Linked DNA regions of Macaca mulatta: region 2 is linked to region 1. A link is a contact called in public Hi-C data. All regions are on one chromosome and are shown on one strand. The core of a region is the stretch at or near the end of the contact, and the rest is flanking DNA. Distances in the headings are between cores, read along the strand shown.

What was found. Hi-C and Micro-C count contacts between places; a contact is called where the count stands out from the background.
Region 2: a contact with region 1 is called in a Hi-C map of fetal cortical plate, with 1.7 times the contacts expected there. The contact joins the promoter of BTG3 here to the promoter of LOC144340135 in region 1. A contact is called at or near these places in 2 of 14 Hi-C or Micro-C datasets (fetal cortex germinal zone and fetal cortical plate).

The regions. Positions count from the first base shown.
Region 1 is chr3:29,909,705-29,914,549 of T2T-MMU8v2.0, reverse strand. It overlaps LOC144340135, which reads left to right and starts at 1,964. Exons shown (of 5, transcript XM_077997931.1): 1 at 1,964-3,261. The coding sequence starts at 2,484. C3H21orf91 (chromosome 3 C21orf91 homolog) reads right to left here and starts at 3,027. Exons shown (of 5, transcript NM_001194344.2): 1 at 2,950-3,027; 2 at 1,835-1,968. The coding sequence starts at 1,961.
Region 2 is chr3:30,125,545-30,130,389 of T2T-MMU8v2.0, reverse strand. BTG3 (BTG anti-proliferation factor 3) reads right to left here and starts at 2,577. Exons shown (of 5, transcript NM_001266041.1): 1 at 2,566-2,577. All of the region lies in intron 7 of CXADR (CXADR Ig-like cell adhesion molecule), which reads left to right.

The DNA.
Region 1 (4,845 bases), core at 715-3,214:
TTTAAAAAGCTAGAAAAGCAATTACAAAAATTTAGGGTTCTGTGGAAAAATTCGATCATGGTACGAACTCCATTAATGATGAGTTGCCAGGAAACACTGGTTAGAAAAAGATGGCTGAGAGAATAGCAAGGATAACCAATTAGGATTAGAACATTAGCCCTATTGATATAAAATAACTATTGACAGTAGATCAATGGTATTAAGATTACATATACTAGAACCAGACTGTCAAGCTTTAGTCCAGGATCGTCAGTTATGAGCTGTGTGACTTCAAACTGTATTTCTTAGGTCTCCAAGTTTCAGCTCTATCACATTGAAAATAGAAAATGACAGTAGTCATTCCAAAGCTATCTTGAGTTAAATAAGATAATCCACATAAGGGGTTTAGCACAGTGCCTGGCACATAACAACAGGTTGCCATCACCACTACAGCAACCCTGGGCAGTCCAACTTTTTGGCTGTTTCCTTAAAGGTAAAATACGGGGTTGGACTAGATAATTTCTAATGTCTTTACCCATCTAAAATTAAAATTCTACAATGTATCAACAATATACAAGCCACCTCTATTTTCAAAGAACATAAATTCAGATTTTAACCCTAGCATGATTTAAGTACTGTAAAATAAACTTATTTTTAAGTTATCCTTTTATTTTTATTTATTCTTTTAGAGATGGGGTCTTGCTATGCTGCCCAAACTGGACTTGAACTCCTAGGCTCAAGCAATCCTGTCACCTCAACCTCTGGAGTAGCTGAAATTGTAGGACTACACCGCTGTTCCTGTTATATCATCTTTTGAAATTAGCTATAATCACTACATTTATTAAAGCCAAAGTTATAGATATTCTATGTAATACACAAGAAATCCATAATCTTCCATCACATACTGTTTGGTGACTATAATAATTTCTGAATAACAAGTCCTAACAGGAATTTCAAGGTATATAATCCCCCACTATATTTTTTTAAAACTATAAGAACATTTCATACCCCATACTTACAGAACAGAAAATAAAGATCATGAAAAATTTCAAATATATAATTCAGAAAAAAGGAAATAACTATTTTGAAACTGTCCATAATCTGGAGGTTTAATAAAGTCTCTCTACTGATATGTAACAACTCAAAACTCAAATTACAGGCCAGAATATTAAGTTTTTTTTTTTAGTATGACTCATAAATATCTAAACCAAAAATCAATTTTAATATGACGACACTAACTGCACCAACCCAAATACAACCTTCTAAGAGGGCTGTGTTTTTTTTTTTTTGGATTTGGAGAATTTTTCTTCATATATCTTAGGGACACCATTAAAAAATTTTAAAAACCTTTCCAGTTTTCAAAAATTACTAACAGTGTGTGTGATCACTGAAAAGAGGTTAATCTAAAAATTTTAAAATATTTTTCCAGATAATAAGATCATACTGGTAAGAAAAGGGTTCGGGCTTATCTCACTCAAATACTTGCATAATAGGCTTGAAAGAATAAAAAAATTATGTTACTTAATATGAAAAACACACACGTCTGTTAAAATCTGACAATTCAATAAGCTCTCAAACCAGAAAACACGTTTCCCAATCAACACTCATACTTATTTCTGTATTAGGAAAAATGAGGTTGTTCCAGGGGTCTTTAAAAAACAAAGATTTCTCTTAAATTCGTAACTCTGTTAACTGCACCTTCATTTCCAGAAACCTTATCTTTAACAAATCTCTACACTATTCATATTTAGCACAATTTCCAATCATTGAAGATATTTTAGTTTTACCTTACAACCAGGATAAAGCAGCTGTATTAAATTCATGCCGTAAAATCAAAACTACACCGTGTGCTTACCCTCAATATTTAGCTCAAAACAAATGTGGCAGAAGGAGAGTGTTTCTTTGTCTGTTCCCAGTTTACAAACACTGCAAATGTTGTCATCATTCAAATCAATGTTTACAAACTGCTCCTCTTCGTTCATAGTGCCCCTATTAAGAAACAGAAAAGGAAAGTTACACAATTCAAGAACCTGCCTTTGGGGTAGTTTCCTTTTCGGGGAACTTCTAGGAAACAAGGATGCTGTTCAGCTCGTCTAAAGCAAAAGCTCCATCAAACAAGCATCGCCATACTTGCACTTCAACATTGCACTTTTCCTGTGCAAAGACACAAAGCTAGTAAAACTTAAAACTAGGCCATAGGTGACACTATGTCAGTGTCTATTTTGTCCTATAGTTGATTGGGTTAAGGGGACCTGAAGGAGAGAGGTTTGCGGGCATTCTAGTCCTCCTCCTTCGTCCCCCAACCTCGAATAATCAGACACAGGGCTTAGCAGCGAGGCCTCTTCAGCTACCAGGTTCTGTCAACCTAGTTAACGCTGTGAGAAACAGGAAAAACGACCTGCACGGGACACTGCTTTGCTAACTTCCATTGGGGGAACCTCAGATGCGCCTCGCGAACTCGGAGTTGCGAAGCTTCGCATCGAACGGAGGTCGGCGGCAGCAAAATGCACGTGGGTACCGAACACCTGGGGAGGGCGTCCCGCCGTGTCCAGGGCAACCACACCGAAGGCCGAGCGGCGGATTCACGGTACCAGCCAGGCACCGCCGGAGGGGCCCAAGCCGGAGCCGGGAGAACCGCGGCACCCTGGAGCCCAGCGGGCGGGAGAGACTCGTCCCATCGCTCCGGGATTCCTCCCAGAGGGAAGAAAGCGTCCGACGGCCACGGCGGCCGGCCCGCCCAGCCTCAGGGTCTCGGGGAGCCGGGTCCTGGCCCGTCCTTCAGCGTTGCGGGCGCGCGGCCGCCCCCAGGGAGTCGCGGACCCACGTCAGTCTCTCCGTCGGTCCGTCCGTCGGGGCGCCTGGCGCGCAGCAGCGCGAGGGGCCTCGGGGCTCGGAACTCGAAGGAGGCGGCACGATGGGACGGGGGATCTGGGCTCAGGTGGGACAGGAGCAGGGGTTCGGGGTCTTTACCGTCCGTCTCCGCGGGCCACCACCGCCTTTCCGCGCGGCTCGGGTTCCTCCACTATTGTTTCCGGCCGCAGCAGAGGCGGCCGCCGCGCGCCTGGCCCCGCCCTCTCCCGCCGGCGCCATCCCGCGAAGGCTGCGGGGAGGGTGGCGCGGCCGCGGGCACAACTGCGCGCTCGCAGGGCTGCTACGGGCCCGCCCCTCCACTCCTGCACCGACGCCGCACCTTCGCCTCGAGTTCTCCGGTGATTCCGTGTGTCCTGGCCGGAGTTTCTTACCGTTCTCTGGAACGTAGCTCCTCACACCCCCCTCGTCGAGGTGCGTAGATAGACGAATCCGTTCCACCTCTCCCTTCAGCACAGTGCAAACTACTGCCCCGGGGCGGGGGCCGCAGGCGGCGGGGGTAGGAAAACCGCGGGTGGATGGGAGAAAGGGCGAGGTGCGTGGGTGGCACTTTGACTTCAGGAGAAAGAAGCATAATACTGTCTCTGAACTTATAGTTAAGTGCCAGTTGAAGTAACTAACGAAGGAAAAGTTCATATTCAGGTGTCATGATAGAGGCATGATTTCAAATACAGAAGCTTTTAAAATAGGTTATTTGTTGTGGGGCGTCCCCCCCATATGGTACATCCCTCAACGCCCACGGGGAAAACCCCGAGCCCCACCTCTTATTTTTAGGTCCTGCTTGGTTCTCAAACTCTTTGCTTGACTTTTATTTTAGCTATTCTGGTGTTTTGGGGGTATGGTTCATGCAGTACTTTCCCTTACGTTTTCTATTGTAGTCTTTACGGGAACCTACAGAGGAGAAACAGGAACTGTTCTCTCATTTTGCAGCCTAGGAGTAATTAACCCAGGTTATCGCAGTTGGTTAGAAGCAGGCTGGGGATTGAACCCAAGGCTACTGAGCGAAGATCAATGTTATTTTTTACAGCATCATATGCGCGTGTTCTGGTCGCACTCAAATAGAAAGAGGGCTGGCCTGTCAGTCTACATGTAGGCATTCTTGAACTGATGGTAGGAATAGACTCCATAGATCTTGGAAACTTCTGGACCAAATTAGCACTCTAATGATGGCATCTGTGCCTCGCAGGAGCGATCTGTGTCCTTGCCACCTATTTTAGTAGATGAACCAGCAACATTGACATTACCTGGTTTCTGTTAGAAATGTATAATCTCAGGCCCTACTCGAGATTTCCTAAATCAATACCTGCACTTTAACAAGACCCCCCGGAGATTCCTATGTTCATCGAAGTTTGAGATGCACTAATTGAAATAGAAAAGCCTGAGCTTTTTCTCTTCGAATTTCTCATTCTAGGTAACTACGACTAAAATATCTTGCATCTTGGAGTCTACCCATCTTTTAAATAAAAGGGATTCTTTAAAAAAGGACTCTTTTAAAGTGATTCAATGAAATTGTTCTAAAATCACTAAATTTAAAAAATTGAAACAAATTCTTTTCAATTCTCATGATCGTCTTCCTTTCTATGGCATTTCACATTGTTTACTTGCTATTCTTAAAACTCTTCTCTCCTGTTGGCTTTTTAAAATAACTTAAGGAATAATTTACAGAAATAACATTCTCCCATTTTAAAAGCACTATTTGATGAATTTTGACAAATATATACACTTGAGTAACCACTACCCCAGTGAGGATACAGAACATTTCCACAGCCCCAACATTCCTTTCTGTTCCTTCCTGGTCAAGCTCCTCCAACATGAGATCTAATTTATATGACTGCTTTAGTTTTGTCTGTTGTAAGAATTCATATCCATGGAATTAAGCAGTGTGTGTTCATTTGTGATTGGCTATTGTCATTCAGTATGTTTTTGAGATTCACAATGATGTTTTGTAACAGTGGATTTTTTTACTGCTTGTCTCAGTCAGTATGTGTTCCTATAAAG
Region 2 (4,845 bases), core at 1,328-3,827, 220 kb before region 1:
AGATTAGTGGCCTAGGGGTAAGTGGGATGACAAGAAAAGGAGCATTGCTAATAAGTACAGAGTTACTTTGTGGGGTGATAAAAATATATACTAAATTTCACTATAGTAATGGTTGTACAACTTTGTGAATACACTAAAACCACTGAACTATACATTTTAAATGGGTGAATTGTCTGGTATATAAATTAAACCTCAAAAGTGTTATACATAAAAAATTTCAGCATTGACTTTCCGTAAGTACTCTTTCAGGGAGAGACACATTTATCCAGAAGTTAAGAGACACAGAAAATAGTGGCTCTATCAGGACATATTTAAGAAATGGAAATTCAAGTCACCCACAGAAAAACAAACTAAAAAAATAATCAGAGATTTAGCTACATTTTGGATTGCCTCAAAGGACTTTAAAAATGGTATATCTGATTTACCATTGATTTATCCTTAAAGGCAAACCCTTGTCCTAAGATTGTTTTGATGTATGTTCTGTCTCTACTCAGTGAGCTCATTCATCTGGCTGCTGTAACCTGGAGTTATTAAGATGCTGCATTCAGTAAGCAACATCACCTTTTTAGGGAGCCAATTACGTATTAAAGACACAGAGCCTCTGCTATGTTTAGCATAAAAACGACTAACCTAGCAGTAGTCTGTGTTCCCACATTTCAAAAAAAAATAAAGCTGATTGTTAGCTTTCTTCTCTCAAACTGCTCAAGTCTCTCTTCAGAATGTGACTCCTTTACTCCAAGTGCAAATTCAAACAAGGAACCTCACTGTGAAATAAATTCTACACAGTTATCTGAGAGGTGTGCTGGCAGCCACAGATAGCCTGATCCTGGAGGGGAAGGCACAAATCTTCCTTCCAGAACCCTAGAATGACAAATTCACCTTCTACAGCCAGCTACCAGGCACTGGGCATGGGTCCACACACGAGTGTGCAAGTACACATAACCCCATAACCCCAGCTCACCACGACTGCTGTGCAGCCTCCTCCTGAAAAATGTGAGCCATTTCCACTTTATAAAGCTACATTTATATTCCACCACCATACGATGGAAAAGAAACCCCAAGGCAATTTAACATACGGGTTGGGAAGAAAGTTTTGCTGATGGAACTACATTAGCCTCCACTCCAGCAAAGCAAACAAGGAACCACACTAAAGAAATTTACTGAATCTTTAACTAGATCATTCTCCTCATTCATTACATTTGCCAACTATGTGCCATATATCTGAGTTCTGCATTTTTGTTTGCTCTGCTTCATATAAAAAAAAAAAATACGAAGGAAAGAACCACTTAGTGGTTGCTTTTGGTTGTAACACAAGATGACTCATTTGGACTTTGTTTTCCCCGTTTGAAGAAATGATGGCTGGAACAGCTGAAAAAGAAGCCCACTCCCACCAATATTCTAGGAGCACCAAAAGGTGAAAGAGGGAGAGTTACAGTCAGGGAGAGAACCACCAGAGGCAAGCAGGGCCAAGAAGACCTGAGGCGTCTTGAGTGAGTAGGCGTCCTCCACCCACACTCAGAGCAAAAGGCTCCCATTTTAAATATCGCACGGTGACGTCATCCTGGGACCTCGTCACCGCGGCGGCTGCTCCTCAAGTTCTACTTTGTTCCACAAGGCTCCTCTGCTCACGGCTGCGTGGATAAAACCCAAAAGGAATGAAGCTCGGCCTCGCAGGAGTTTATAACTTTGTACTTTTCCCTCCCTTGTAACGAAAAGCTAATCGCAAACGTTTCTAGGAACACATTTTTCTCCTGATAGACGTTCCCAAGGTGGAGGGCGCGAGAAGACTGGCCCGTGGGGAGGGGAGCCCCTGCCCGGCCTCGGCGGCGCCACAAAGCCGGCTCCAAACCACGAACAGGGGAGATAATTTTCCAAGGGGCCAGGAGTTGGACTTTTGGAAGCCATCGAAAGCTGCTGCTAGGCTCTCCCGCCGGGGTTTTAAGAGAGGTAGGTGAGGAGGCATCACACATCTCCACCCACTCTTGAAAGAACCGCCTTGAGCTGCGCCCAACTTCTGCAATCCCGGTTTTCCCCAAGTTCAAGGGGAAGGGCCCTGGCGGCCAATGCCCAGCCTCCCCGACAACATCCTCGCCAGGGTGCGCCCGCCCCGCCGGCCCGCGGCTCCGCTGTCCCCGGCGGGGGGCCCAGGGTTCGAGGACCCGGCTTCCCGGAGGCGCGACGCTCCAGCAAACAAGCGGGGCTCCAGCAAACCCACCGACGCGAAGGGGGTGGGCAGAAGGTGGGAAGCGGCGGGGCTGTCGCCCACCCGGAGGCGGAAGATAACGCGCTGTGGAAACGTGGCAGGAGCCTTGAGGCGGCGTCTTTTTCCTCAGGCGCCCGCCGAGGGTCCCGCGGAAAGCCTCGCGGGCCGCCCTCGCGGCCCGCAGCCCTGCTCTGGCGCCGAGCGGGAGCCCATGCAACCTGGTTCCATCCCCTGCCCCTCCCCTGTCCCCGGTGCGCCGCCCGCCAGCGAGCCTTCGACGTGGCCGCAGGGGCGCCGGGACCACCCTCCCCCGATACCCACAGCCCCGCCATGTCTGCCTTTCCCCGGCCCGGTCTCCTCACCGCCGCTGCCGCCGCCGCTCTCCGGCCGGAGATTCGGCGGCCCAGACCGTGTCCTGGCCGGGAACTGAGGGCTCCGCCTCAACGGGCCCGCGCTCGGCAACAGGGAGCGCAGCGAGCCTCGTCCGGCGCGTGCGGCTCCCGCGTCGTCGGGCGGCCAAGCGCGCGTTGAGAGGACTGGCGGGCGGGCGAGCGCGCACACGAGCGAGCTCAGCCCCAAAGCGGCGCGCAGGGGGCTCGCGGCCCGGAAGAGGGGAGGGGCGATGACCCGGGAAAGGGTTGGCGCCGCGCGGGATCGGCTCGCGCGCCTGAGGGGCGGTGCCGGGGGCGGGGCTTCGCCGCGAGGACGCCCCTGAGCCCCGGGCCTAGCCGCACCGGAGGCGACACACCCTCGCCCTGTCATGAGCCAGGCGCAGATCCTCGACCGCGACGGCGCGGTCCGTAGCACCGCGGGCTTCCCTCCCCGGCAAAGAGCGGCGCTGAGGGCCTGTGGAACCCCCGCCCGGCCGCCCTACGTGCGTCAGCGCCTTCGGGGGGTCGCGCGGGCTGGGTCCTTTCGGCTGTCTCGGCCTTTTGTTTTCCCCCTCAGGTCTCTCCACGCTGCACTTGACACCCTCAGGGCCGGATGGCGAGTGCTAGACCCAGCTCTCTAGACCCGGGGTTTCATGGGGGCACGGACTCGACGGGAAGGGGGACTTTGCATTTATGGACAGATCCTCATCCTTCTTGCTGTAGTTAATTACACGCGCGTTCACCGTGCAGCCGCCCTGCCGTATTTTAGGCGGTTGTTGGCACTCCTAGTTGGGCCCTTCCCTGGCCCGTCACAGCAGGGACTGCCTCCTGTGGACGCTTGTGTGCTGCCCTGGCACCGGCCACTGTGTTTTGCACAAAGGAGAGGTTCCAAGGATGTTGGCTAAAGGAATGAAGCCTTGAGAGTCCAGGCTTTCTATTTCTGAGCCACTCTACTCAAGGACTTCCCAGATGGAAACCTTCATCTTTGAGCAAATACAAATATGGAGAGGGAACATTAACTTTCTGAAGAAAAGAAGGAACATTTTTGTCAACCTTTTATATTGAGTTAGCACCATGGTCTTAGTTTTTGGGAAAGCACTTTCATACGTCCAACTGGCGGGAGGAATACAAGATATTCCTACCTTTTTATTGTGATTTTTAAAAGAGGGCTAAAACACGTTGTAAATTACTTGAGAACTGAATGTTCAAGTTATACATATATTGGCCAGATTCCTTACTGCCCACTAGGCCTGGGAGCGTGTTTTCAGCTCAGTTGTATGAATGTTTTGAATTTTTATTACTGATGTTTGTTATTATAGCCTATTAGCAATTCAAAATAATTTTTTAGCAGCAATAAATATACCATCCCCCAAACAGTACAATAAACTTTATTTGTAGAAAAAAAAATTACACTGTTCTAGGACTAAGTCTACTTACTGGTACATTTAAAGAGGATATTTACACCTTGGAGTCTTCTAGGAGGTGTGAAGGTGTTTTTATTTTAAAATCATAAGCTGATAAGGTTATTTTTACACATAAAGGCCTTTAATTCTGCAGTTTCATAAAATAGCTAGGTAACCACCCACATTACTCAAAATTTGTCCAGAAATTTCTATAGTTTAGGACTAGTATTTTGTGTAGTATTTATAAATCTATGGTCCACATTTTCCAGTCTTAGAGCAGTACCATATTCAAAAAACACCGGCAAGAACCTGAAACCCGATTTCAAAATGACTTTTAAAAAATTCTCAGGCTGGGCACTGTAGCTTATGCCTGTAATCCCAGCACTTTGGGGGATCAAGGAGAGAGGATCACTTGAGCCCAGGAGTTCAAGACCAACCTGGCCAACACCGTGAAACCCAATCTCTACAAAAAATACACAAATTAGCCAGATGTGGTGACACGCTGCTGTAGTCTCAGATACTCTTGAGACTGGGGTGAGAGGATCACCTGAGCCCAGGAAATTGAGGCTGCAGTGAGCTATGATGACATCATGGCACTCCAGCCTGGGTGACAGAGCAAGACTCTGTGTAAAAAAAGAAAAAAATTTCTCACAGCTGAACACTGTGAAATAGACACATAGCAAACAATATATCTTAAACAGTTTTTCTCTCATCCACTTCTCTTGCACACACAGTATTTGTTTTTATGTCTCTTTCAAAACTTGATCTACCCTTGTGTGCTTCAGATTCTTTGCCCCAGCTCTCTTTCCTTCTGAGATGGAATCACAAAATCACAAATGAATTGGTCTGGCAGGGCAAAGCCCTCCTC